Regions from separate parts of the Zea mays genome. Here region 2 is linked to region 1. The links are chromatin contacts, called in public Hi-C maps. All regions are on one chromosome and are shown on one strand. The core of a region is the stretch at or near the end of the contact, and the rest is flanking DNA. Distances in the headings are between cores, read along the strand shown.

The links. A called contact is a pair of places that touch in the nucleus more often than the background predicts.
Region 2: a contact with region 1 is called in a Hi-C map of ear, with 1.6 times the contacts expected there. The contact joins the promoter of LOC100283736 here to the promoter of LOC100273726 in region 1. A contact is called at or near these places in 3 of 25 Hi-C or Micro-C datasets (ear, leaf and tassel).

What each region holds. Positions count from the first base shown.
Region 1 is chr6:174,208,359-174,215,123 of Zm-B73-REFERENCE-NAM-5.0, reverse strand. LOC100273726 reads right to left here and starts at 1,380. Exons shown (of 6, transcript NM_001148136.1): 1 at 1,281-1,380; 2 at 206-466; 3 at 1-98. The coding sequence starts at 457. LOC103630692 (zinc finger protein-related) reads right to left here. Exons shown (of 14, transcript XM_008651747.3): 6 at 6,571-6,739; 7 at 5,276-6,478; 8 at 5,021-5,192; 9 at 4,696-4,917; 10 at 4,139-4,276; 11 at 3,261-3,495; 12 at 3,113-3,172; 13 at 2,742-2,813; 14 at 2,296-2,658. The coding sequence ends at 2,524.
Region 2 is chr6:174,548,905-174,555,015 of Zm-B73-REFERENCE-NAM-5.0, reverse strand. It overlaps LOC100283736, which reads right to left and starts at 1,265. Exons shown (of 3, transcript NM_001156635.2): 1 at 928-1,265. The coding sequence starts at 1,036. It overlaps LOC100283631, which reads right to left. Exons shown (of 9, transcript NM_001156532.2): 4 at 3,068-3,153; 5 at 2,885-2,953; 6 at 2,753-2,797; 7 at 2,605-2,667; 8 at 2,432-2,508; 9 at 1,356-1,856. The coding sequence ends at 1,841.

The sequences.
Region 1 (6,765 bases), core at 131-2,630:
TGCAATCTTTCCTTGTGATACATCGCCAACTGACGAACATTGTTGAGAGCTTCACATGTCATAACCCAGTCCTTTGAATCCAACCTTTTAACTAAGGTCTGTTGAAAAAGTAGAAACAATAAAACTTAGCTTTGACTAGAACTAAAAACAAAGAGAAACCAATCTGTCCAATAAAATATCACAAATATGCAAACAGGTGCCATACACATAGAGCTGCATCAACATCTGGTAGATCCACTAGATTCTCAGAATCAATGTACTCCACGTCTGCATTTCCAGCCTCGTTTCCATTTGTCACAGCGCCAGGGCAACAAGACGGAACATTTTGTTCCTTGTTGGCACATTTGTTGCCATTCAACACAGGCTTGCTAATGCAGGATTTCACAGAATTGTCATTTCCATTCTCCACGTCTTTTGATTGAGAAACATTGGGTTCTTTCAAAGAGCTTGTTGACATTTTCACGCCCTACATGGGTTATTCACAGAAAAAAAGGCACTTAAGAAAAAAAATGAACAAAATCCAGGCCCTCCCTACAGGTACAGATTAATAAAATAGGTTAGAGTATCTCTGGTGATTATGTGGAACGCTGTCCATACTAAATCGACAGTCCATAGTGCAGTCAACCAGTCCATGGAACAAGGGTCGAGGAATAAAACAACAGTGCAAAAACATAATTAATGGAAGCCGAAATTTAGATGGTTCCGCCGCACCAATAATCATCGGATGCACACTCAATAATCAAGGCACAAAAGCACACTCAAACATCAAGGCACAAAAGCACACTCAATGACAAATGATAATCTAATCACCGACGAGATCTCACCACGTTAAATTCTACAAGTAATAGATCTCATCGAGGCTTAAGGCCAGGACGACTTAGCCTACAGTGACCGGCACACTCAAGCAGTACCCACAAAGGTTTGGTAACTTATCAGCAACAGTGCCACAGGTGGAAACGTAGAACCTAACCGAACCACGCAGCACATAAATCTATCTAGAAGTAACAGAATGTGCAGGAGAATGAACTGGATTCAATCAGCCCACAGCCACAGCGAAGTGGTAAAAAACCACTACCATTACACAGGCCAGACCCAGAAAGGGACATGGGTCATCGGCGTACACTTGCACACACAGTATTCCTTGCAAAGGAACCAGGTAGTACGAATGCGTACAGTTGTAAGTAGATCAGATCCAAATACAGAAAGCCAAATAGTTAAGGCTAGGGTTCCAGTTTTATCGGTTCCGCGCAGAAGGAGCGGAAGAGAGAGGGTGCGCATACCTGGTGAGTGCTCGTCGCCGGCGAAGGTCTGGCGAAGCGCGTCGGCGGTCGCTGCACGAGAGAGAGAGAGAGGCAGAGCACACGCCGGGTGAACGGAGAAGAGGCGTTGAACTGGTGAGGACAGGGTGTTTTTTCTTTCTTTTTCGCTTTGATGTCAATTTTGTCATTGTCTTTTTACAAATAGATCCCTGGCAGGCTGGCAGTAGTGGCAGTGGCAGAAGTATTTCACAATACCTAGATTTTGTACCATGTGTTTGGTTCCTGTACATGGGCCAAGCCCAATACAGTTTAAAGGCGCGCAGGCCCAAACCACGACCCACTCTCTAATGCTATTACATGGCCGGGGCTAGGTCAAGGTCATCAAACCTGTATCCTTTTTTCATTTTTACGTTTAAACATATTCGAAATCTCAAAACGATACGACCGCCGCCACGGCAATGCAGGTCAGCTCAACGTTACATACTTACATATACACGGCCATTGTGGGCACGAAGGCACGCACACAAGGTGGCATCGCCTGTTAAGAGCCCAAGGTCAGTGTCCAGCAGGAACAAGGCTCGGCTGATCGAAGCAGCAGTCAAGTTTCTGAAACCTGGCCTGCAGTCCAGGAATCGCCGCCTCTTGGAGACACGCGTATTTGGAGTATCCATGCAGCAGCAGCAGCGGTGATAGTGCGCCCGGTGCTGCTGCTGACTACGTAATGTGTCCGATCAATTCGTAAGAGATATGTGACACGTTGGCATACCAAAAAAAAATATTAGGTGCTCGCAATCTAGGATCTCTGGGTCTCTGGAAGATTCTACTTGTGGTCAGAGGACTGAAGAGGATACTTCATACTTGTAAGAAGAGCATTCCAAGTAAAAGATCAGACGAGAATGTACCATGTCAATCGCAACCTGAGTATTTATTTGCTCTTCAGCTCAACTGAGTCGGCTTGAGTTGGGGACAGTGTTCAGAAGGTCTCCAACTGTATCGCTGATACAAACCGAGATGTTCCCAGGAAACAGCTGAAGGGCAACACAGGAAATATATGAGCGAATATATTTCAAATCGTAGAAATACAGTTAGTTTGGGACGGGAGCGAGTAATTCTCAGACTCCTCATGTGCACAGTCACTTTTTCCTCATAATACATCCAGGTGGGGTTCCTCCCCCAGTTCACTCTATAAAAAAACTATCACACCTACGGTCACAAGGTTTCTACCCCGTCGATATATATATACAAATGGATTGCATAAAAGAAATTATAGAGGGCGAGAACACTCTGCCGTATCAGTCTTGATAACTCTGGTGTTGTAAGAACCACAGAAACCACACTTGTGGTAGAGCCAATGAAACCGTGACCTGCCTTTTCTCTCGCAGTCGTTACACAGTATATCCTGAAACAGCCACGCAACGATGATAAACGTAATGTGAGCTATATGAATGAAATAATGAAACCGGGACTGCGATAATGGTTTACCTGGCACCGGTCCTGGTATTCCTCAGGAAGCTGTTCTGCAGCCAGCAAACCATCAAGCATGCCAAAATACACCTTCAGAAACAAAAACGTCACATTAGCTATTTTACTGGACTGGAGAAAAGCGCAAACCGCTGTAGGACTTATGTATCGTCGAGAACTGTGAGCAGAATAACATGTCCAAAACTAAGATCAACTATAATTTGGAATGTACGGAGTATTGATCTTCAAGCCTACAAGGGTCCTTGGTCACCCCTCAAATTATTTTGGAGAAGAGAGAGCGCAATAATAGTATGCCTATGGACTGCCAACGGCAGAACAAACCGAAATGGCGAACGCAAAATAACTCCTTATGCTTAAGCGGCGTAGTTTACCGTCATATCTCCCAAGGATTTGCAGCAGATTGGACAAGTGTAGTGGGTACAAGTATATGCCTGAAATAGTAAGGTCGAATGTATTAGAATTAGAACAGCACTTACCCCGTCCATAATAGCAAACCAGAATGCAACTAGACTGCCATACCTGAAAACAAGCCGAATGCATGAAGTGGCCACAAGGAAGGCCTTTAACTGGTGCACTCGATGTAAACAAAAAGTCGCAGCAGATTGGACAGTTCATCTCTAGCATCTTTTCCCGGCATTTATGTTCTATCATCTTTATGCCAAGGCAACAATTGCACTTCATGCAATGAAAAAAATCAGTGCCCAATCCGCTCCCAAGGCGACACAAGTTGCAAAAAGGACAATGGTAGACACTCCTGAGAAACAACCGAGAATTAGGATTGCAAAATATCTCAAAGATTGAACCACGTCAGACGAGAATTTAACTTCAAGTAATAATGCAATGAAGTAAATAAACCAAATGAGGCACATAACACATTTACAGCGTGTTTGGTTTGAGGAATGAGGTAGTCCATCATGTTCTCACTCCTCACTTTCTTGTTTGGTTTGTGGAATGTAATGAGTTGATCCATCACCATTTCATTTCTCATAGTCTAATAATTAGTAATAATAAGAGGAATAAGTTCATTATACCAAATTTGTGGAATGAATTCATGATGTACCACTTTATTAAGAATGGATTGAATCTTTAAACCAAACACCCCCTTAGATCCTCAGAGCTCGCTACTTTAGTGGCTTGAACTTTTTGCATGAAGCTGAAGTTAGAGAAGAATATAGCACGGGGCAATTTACTGTTCATAAGTAGAATATGACAATAGGACTATAATAAAATATCCATATATTTGGTGCTAACAAAAAAATCATCATTGTTTCAACTTTCAAAGGGTAATGGCGGAAACTGGACCACCATGCATTTATGGAATAGAAATGTGTGCACCCTACAAAAACAAGGATTGTTTAGTGCAGAATAAACTAAAATGTTGATCTGCACAGAATTACCTTTCATCATCGAAGAACTTGCATATGCTACAATAATACTTGGCCATGGACAGTCCATTGCAAGAAGGGGATTGACAATTTGGACCAACAGGTTGAACATTCAGACATTGCATGCACATCATCTCCATCACTGATTTCCTACAAATAGCAGCTCCGCAAATTAAGGAAAGTACAATTGATTCATTTTTTTTCTTCATAACAGATTTCTAGGTTACAACAATCAGCAAGTCATATGACAGAAAATGTCGTTCAAGTATACAAATACAAGTTCTTTTGTCCTTATTATGCAAAGCTGGTATACTAAGAGCCAAGTATCCCACTGGAAATAAAAGCTTCAGTTAGAAAATTCAATGACAGAAAATCAATTCATTTCACAAGGGAGGCACAGGTCCATGGCACAACCACAAACATCTATTTCCAAATAAAATGTCATGCTTAATTGATATTGGTTCGATGTGAAAATGAAAACCTTGAAATTCTAATAGCACAACAGGTGCATAAGCATCCCTCAGCAGGAAAGGTGTGGACGGTAAAATGAATGGTTGTGGTGAAGATACCTGTCCATTGTATGGTCACTAACTTTATCGTGACAGAATCTGCAAGTGAATAACTTATCGCAGCATGCAGCAACAAGCTTGCAGTTTCTTTTGTAATGCTCACAGCCAAATATTTGTTTCCCTGGGTCTCGGTACGAAGCAACACATCCAGGTCGTCGTGTACATCCATTATGTCCTTCGACGCTTGGTTGTGGTGATTTCTGCTGAGCAGCTATCCAACGGCTGAAATTTACAAATTTAAAAACACATATAATACAGACTTATTTTCTGTATTCCTAAGGGGAGATAACAATCAGCTTATTTACTTTATTTTTAGATAACAAACCTGGTCATGAGATTTTGGATCAGATAGGCCTTCCTCCTTGGATCAAGAGTAGAATCTCGAGAGACCTTTCGAATCTCAGCCTCGAGCTCACTCTGATTCATTCGGAAAATGTCCTTCCAACCAGGCCTAAACATCTGGTCATTTTGTTCAAGATTCTCCTGAAAATGACTTTCTACAAGGCCAAATAAAAATATCTCAGTGACATAGAAATCCCCGTCCACCATTCTAGAGGAGAGAAAAACCAACTGAACAAACCTTCTGAAGGAGTAGAAGCCTTGTCTGATGGGTCAGATGAAGTTGAAGGTCCCTTCCACCATTCATTTAGCCATTCATCAAACATGGTGTTTTTGGTTGCTTGCTTCCATGTATCCAGCATCATGTTCTGTTCCTCTAAACTAAGTGCTGATGTAACCCAAGGTAACATTGACTGCAGAACCTCAGCACCAGTAGTTCCAATTATATGACCGATAATCTTATCCTGCTCGTCTACAGAAAAATGTTTATCGAACAATGGCCACAACTCAAGTTCTTCTCTATGAACATGATTTGACAACGTGACCCGGATAGATTTGCATAATCCTTGAAGCTTTGTCAAAAGTTCATTACGCTTTCTAGCCCAATCAATCTCATTACTTGAAATATCATTTGTTCCAGCTTCAACATCAAGAGGATAGCTCAAACCATCATGTAGTTGAGAAAGTTCAGATAGTACAGTGGATATATCTTGGAACAATTTTTCTTCCTGCTTGTGATCAAGAGTGTATGAATGACTAACATTGTGCAATGCCTCCTTCGATTCAAGAGCAGGAAATACAATCTCATCTTCAGCATTGCTGTGTGCTCTATATAGACCCCACAGTAAACGAAACCTTCCAATGAATTGGCTAAGGCAAGACTCGTTCCCGTCAATAAGCTTTCCAGATTCCAAATCCAAAAACTCTAAATCCTTGCGAATTGCCTTGTGGAATTTGAATATGGTATCAATTGGCTTAGAAATGTTATCTGGGCCGGATACTAGTGTATCTGTGTCCCATGAGAAAAGGCTTGAATATAATGAAGGTGCAACATAATTGAAAGACAGAGGGCGAAAGGATTTTGTAGGGGTAGATGAATGAACACCAAGGTAGCTACTTTCTACTCTTAACCTGGGAATGTAACAGGCTCTGTTGTTACATTGCGATGCTTCAGTAGCAGCATTGTGTGAGCTATGATTTCTGTCAGTATTTGTGCTAGATTCTCCTTGACTTGCTCTCTTAACTGGTTTTGAAAAAGCTCCATTGCTACTTACATAACATGGACAGAGTGACTGGCATGTTTTGAAACCATTCCCATCTGACGCACAAGTGACCGCTCCTGATGCCATGCATACGAACTTTCCAGGGTTGGATGTGTCCTCCAGACGACCTTTGCACGCCCAGCCAGAGAGAAGAGTAACCAATGCAGTTTCAGAGGAAGGTGCTGCGACGTATTCATTAAATATAAAAAATTAGGAAAGGTACGGAAAACTGTTTTATTATTCAAGAGAGAAGTAGGAACATAACAGAGACAACCTGCCAACCGCATATTCTGAAGAAAAGACACTGCCTCTGCATCATTCAGTTTCACTATAAACCATGGTAGAACACGCTCCAACAGCTTTAGTGGCATGACACATAGACTCTGATATAAAAGTTCCCTCTGTTTCTCCGGTGAGAACTTTATCCTAGCTTTAGGAAGTACCTGAGTAATAAAGGTAAACAAGATCT
Region 2 (6,111 bases), core at 16-2,515, 340 kb before region 1:
AGCAAAATTATACATTTGTATCATCAGCTACAGCTATAGCACAAGTACATATGTATCCCTTATAGGTACAAGATACGAATAACATGATATTTATCCATTGCACATTCAATTATAATCATCTTCAAGCACAACTAATGCTAGATTGTAGGCAGCCATCCACGCATGACACGTGTGTGCATGGAATTTCTTGCACAACTATAGAATGTGGCAGCCAGATTTTGACAATACAAGTATACAACTCAATGACCCGCTAAGCAAATAGGTTCAAGTCATTTGACATTCTGATATCTAGATACTAGTAATGGAGGGTAGAATATATGATCAAGAATCACATGGTACATAACAGCATAGTGGAAATTATGCTGCATTCTTATGCCAATTGTTACATAAAGGCCGGAATATGGTTAATAGAAGTTAACCGTCACGAGCATACAAACAAGGTGAGCTGTAGAACAGGAGCGCTGACAGTTCAACCCCCAATCCACACACACACCAAATTCCATGTAACCCTTCTTAATTGTTTGTGAACCAACAATTAGCTGTATGTAAAAATTGCTAAGTGTTTCTAATCATTCATGGATCCGCCAATCGCCTAACATCCAAAAACGTACTCCATTACAGGAATCAGGAATGCAACATGCACCACCGAACAAGAACAGTGGTAGCCTCGAACAATGGTAGCCTCGACAACAATGGCATCCGCATCTATGCTAGTACTGCCGCACAGGAATGCAACCGATGTAGCAGCGCTCGACTCAACTCCCATACCCTCCTGATGTCATCCTGCAGAGGTTGCAAAACCCACCCCCATAGCCCGGTATTCACACTGCATCCAAAGCGACACCCACCGATCTCACGACGCACGAAACCCTAGCCCGCCGCCACGCACCACGGGGCCATAGAAAAAAGGAGGGAGGTGATCCGTACCGTCGTCGAGGGGCACGAGGCACTCGTAGGAGATCTCAAATTGGAAGGGATTGAGGAAGGCGGTGGGGTTATCCAGCACCGCCACGTTGGTGATGTTCACCGCGCTCATCGCCGCCGCCGCAGCCGCCGGGAGTAGCCGCTCGTACTCGAGCAGAGGGGAAAAGACGAAAGCGAGGCACGGCGGCTGCGGATCGGATTTGTGGTCAGGGGTTGCTCTGCTCGAGGGCGCGACCTTTCAAGCGGGTTTAATGGGGAGCGGCGGGAAGCGAATTTGGGTTGGCGGGAGACGGCCTGGAGCCCGATGTTTGGAGTGAGAGGGCCAGAGAAGCTGGGGTCTGCGGAAGCCGAGAGAGTAGAGGGGACGACGACTGTCGAAACTGAACTACAAAAGCGAACTCTAATTTCCTAATTTGCACGAGAGCCTTAATTAGACGGTGGTAATATTCTCAAAATTTTGAGGAATCGCACAGAATTCTCCTAAAAATGGACTTTCTACATATATCTTTCCTGATAAGCAGCTGCGATCACATTCGTTAGGCATTAGGCTAAAGAAGTAGCAGTCATCGTTGATTGCTCACTAGCGCCGCTCTTGGTACCAAGACTGATTCAACAGAAACAATGGAGACAAAGCCCTGACGGAATGAATATACATGAGCCCGTGGTTCGATAAGACGATAAGAATGGTGCCGTGTAATCATTCCTCGCTACGAAATCGACTCCCCAGATATATAGCAAACATGTTACCAGCGTTCTCTTCAACAAGCCTAGTCAAGGTTCAACTTGGACACCATAATAATACAGATATAAGACAAAACAAATGGCTTGGTGCACACAAATCGCTCAAAGAACTGGGTAGAACCATGGTGACAAAGGGACCACGACATGAGCGGTTCCAAGGCAAGAAGACTCCACCTCACTTTTTTAGAACACTGCACACCACAAACAGAGAGCAATATTATGTGCCGTACATACATCGAAGGAAATATCGTGCTGCAACAAAGTAAACTAAAGAAAATGTCAGAATGGCCATAGGGCATGTACAACATCGATTCTATATTGTGGTTCCCCAAATACTAAATATAACTAAGAAACCCCTTCGTACAACCCAATGTATCTAAGTCTTTATTTTAATTACTATAACCCCTCAAGATACGACTCATTTAGGTCTTGTTCGGTTATTCTAATTCCATATGAATTGGGCTGTATTAGAATGGATTGAGATGTATTTTAACTTGATATGGATTTAAACCGGTTTAATACCACTCCATCCATATGGCTTAACGGTGAAACGAACAAGCTCTAATAGAACCGTATCTAGACTTAGAGAACTCAGAACCGTGCTAGAGACGTTCCTTCACTAAAATACCGTCTCTTGTGTTTTTTTGCACTTACCCCCTTGATACCCCATAAGATACAGAGCATTTATGTGGGTTGTACATGCCCTAATAGTGGTACTCAGGCATACCCTGGTGTCCTTCAGGAAATTAAACTGGATATTACTTACTTGTAAAGGTAGGCCGCAATACCAAGAATGACACACAGAAGGATGATGTCGATGCAAAAGTTGCGACTTGATCTAAGCTGGTAACAAGTCAATGTGAAAAACAAATGGTACGAGGTCACCAAACTACTCAAGCATTAGTTAGCAAGTGTAGAACGGAAGTGCTAAGTTCTTACTTGAAGAACAGTCTCCTTCAGTCTCACGTTGGTATTCTTCAAATCTGCATTGGCTCTATCCACCTACAATCATCATTATGTAGCAAAATAAGAGTTGCTAGACAATTTCTGGGAGCCAACGAAAACTAATGGCTGCCAGATAACAGACCTTATCATCCATTTCGTCCATCAGAGGGACTTGTCTGTCCAATTCCTGAAGATCGCAGTTACTCAGTTAGTCAGTTAGTTGTCCTTAACTTACTAAAATTACCATATAAAAAAATCAAGTGCAGCAAACAACCTCATTCATATCAGATGCCATGTTTTTCAAAGTTTCCAGTCCTTCACCAATAACGTCCAAACCTTCATCCTGCACAATTTTATTGCCAAAGACAAGTTACACCATATGACAAATTGAGAGGAAATGCATCCAGTAGCAAGAGAATATGAAACAGAAAGGAGGAAAGTGGCTCAGTGAATTTACCTGTTTCATTCTGCGCATCTCATATTCCCGACGGAACTGATTAGATTCTTCTGTCCCCTTAAAGTACTCATCATCAAAGTTTCCATCTGTATGTTTTATGTAAAGTTAAAGAGAGAAATGACATCAGGCAGTTATTCAAACATAAATGAAAGTCAAAACTAGAAGGATCTTGAGTCTGACTACACATGAGGTTCAGTTTGATAGATGGCTTTCCAATAACTAGGGAGCAACAATGTTACTTATTTTAGCCTGACTTATTAATCTAGGTGGTTATGGTTACATTTTCGAATTGGGCACAGTGGTATTTTGAATCACATGTTTCATTGTAATACCCAACTTGGGGATATAAAAGAGAGGAATAAAATTAGCGTAATGTCTTCTCCTTCATAGAACTATTATGAGACATGATTAAAATAAATAATTCCCCAATAAAAGTGCATCATGCTGGAGTTTTGTTGTTGTGCATATAATAATAATAGCAACATTATTAATCAAAATATGATGATAAGGAAATTGAATAGAATCTTAGATGGAGATTAGGGTTTAAAAAAATAGAAAAGAAAGGAGAAGAGATAAAAAGAAAACCCTAGAAATTGGGGAAAAGAGAGGAAAGAAATAAATATTATACAATACAAATTAGAAATTTTAATTACACGGCTTCACCACATTTTGTATGACCAAAATTCATAATTAGTCTGTATACAATTATGCCACAAAGTTTAAATTAGTTTGAAGCTTGGAATTTGGAAAGAAGAGATAAAACAAAACAGAAAAGGATAAAGAAAAGAATAAAGAAGTAGTCGCGTGGGCTCAATCTTCTGAAGCCAGCCCACCTAACCCTACCCACGCGCGGCCCAGTTCCTTATTCCCTACTCGCGCGGCCCGGCTTTCTCCACGCGCGCGCTTGCACTTCACTTCCACGCGGGGCCCACTCGCCAGGGCATTCTCCCACGCTTGCGTGGAGTTCGCGTCTCTGGCGTGTGAGGCCAATCTGTCAGCCCTCGCCACACCATGGCCGAACGGCTCCTGCTCAACCACCTGCGCGATATTCCCAGGCGACGCGCGCTCCAGTATCGAACCTGGCGGCCTATATGACCGCGGGGCTGAGCCGAGTTCTCCCCTATCCCCTTCTCTCCATCGTTTAGTCTCAGCCGCCAGCACACCGAGCTCGTCGGGGGAGACACGAGTCCGCCACCGTCGATCACGTGAACCGCGGGCACCGGGCAATCCGTGGTGCATTCCTGTGTTGCGTCGTGACCCCTTGAAGCTTCGGCAGCCGCTAGTTTCTTCGTTGGTGTCGCGGCTCTAGCACATTTGCTCATCGGACTAGGCACTCGCCGTCGCGCCGTGCAACACCGTGGACCGGCCATCTTGTTGCGAATTCCGGGTATGTGCTTGATCCCCTGTGTTCGCTTAGGTTCTAATTAGCGCTGGGATTGTTCAATTTTGATTGGGCCGTGGGGCTCGTCGGCAATTTGCGTGCCGCCGTGGGATTTCCCCGTCGAGGCACTCGGCTTGCCGAGTTGAGCGGGAGAAAGAAGAGGGGCCAGGACTGTTGATCTCATAATAAACGGCCCTGGTGAGATGAACGGGGGAGAGGTGTTAGAACCGTTGGATCAGGCGCATGCGGGTAGGATTAGATCCGAACACCGTTTTGGACGCGTTCGCCTGAGCCATAGATCTAAGATCCAGTGGTGGTCAGCGTGTACCGCCTCATAGAGTGGCCGATCTAATCTGGATCCCAGAATTCAGATCGGGCGGCTCTGATCGCTCGATACCTCTTCGTAGAGACAGCTTTGCATTTGAGCCCTCGGATAATAGGGCAATAAACCCGCAGTCCTGCGCGAGTTGGTTCTGAGTCACAGGAATTTTTGTAGATTAACCCCTATTGTCTCTGGATTTCGAGGGGCAGTCCAGTCAGCATATAAAATCAGGGAAATTCATTATAAATTCATTTTTAATACAAAAATAATGGTAGAAACTTGTATAAATCATAGAAAATTCATTATAAATCCTTTTTAGCCCACTCCAGTTCCTATAATTTTGTAATATTATTGTGCATCCATATGTGCCTCTGTTTTGGCATGAAAGACACATTAAAATTTATCTGGCACTTAATCTCATATTAAATACATAAAAACTTGGAAAATTCATAACTTAAAATCTATAACCACGAATTTAATGATTCCCGTTCCTATGATCTCATTTTAATGTCTAGATTATTACTGTGTATTTTATTTACATGTTTGGTGTGATGTTAATTTTCGCTATACTATGTATGTATTGTGTTGATGCGAGTAGACGAGCAAGCTTCAGAGGATCCTGAGGTTCAGCTGGTAGAGACTGCCGAGCAGGAGCTCATTGATGGCAAGTTGTGCCCTTGATCACTTCCTTTTACCCATTCATGTTCTTATTAATCATAATGATCTGCATAGGTTAATTATGGGACCCAATAGGTTACCCTAGATTTTGACTATCTTTATACCTTGTTTCACCACTGGTTTTACTACTAAATTTTTGGGTAGTACATGCTATTGCTTTTATGTGGCTTTGGGTATAGAGATATTCATCACTCATTGTTATACTTTCTATTATCTGTTTATTATTACTGTTCATGCTAAGATCATTATGTTAATGGAAACATGGAGAACCACTCGGGAAAACAGTGCTACCACAAGGGTTTAATTGGACGCCCTTGACTGATTAACTAGGAAAGCTAGTGGATGACTACCTTACCCGAAAGGGGCAAGGACAGTAGGGGAGTGGTCAGTGTAGGGAGGTCCTTGGGTTGATTTTGCTGCGATGGCGGTCAGACGAGGGATTCCTGCACTGGAGCTTCCTATAAACTGTAGCGGGTTTTCTGAAGCTAGTGGAACTTTGTAAAGACCTCGTAGTGGTACCCTGCCTCGCTTCCTTGGTAGAGGTGTATGGGGTCTGATCAACTCCGTGGCAAATGGGTAACACGACTTGTGGGTAAAGATGCGCAACCTCTGCAGAGTGTAAAACTGGTATACTAGCCGTGTTCACGGTCATGAGCGGCTCGG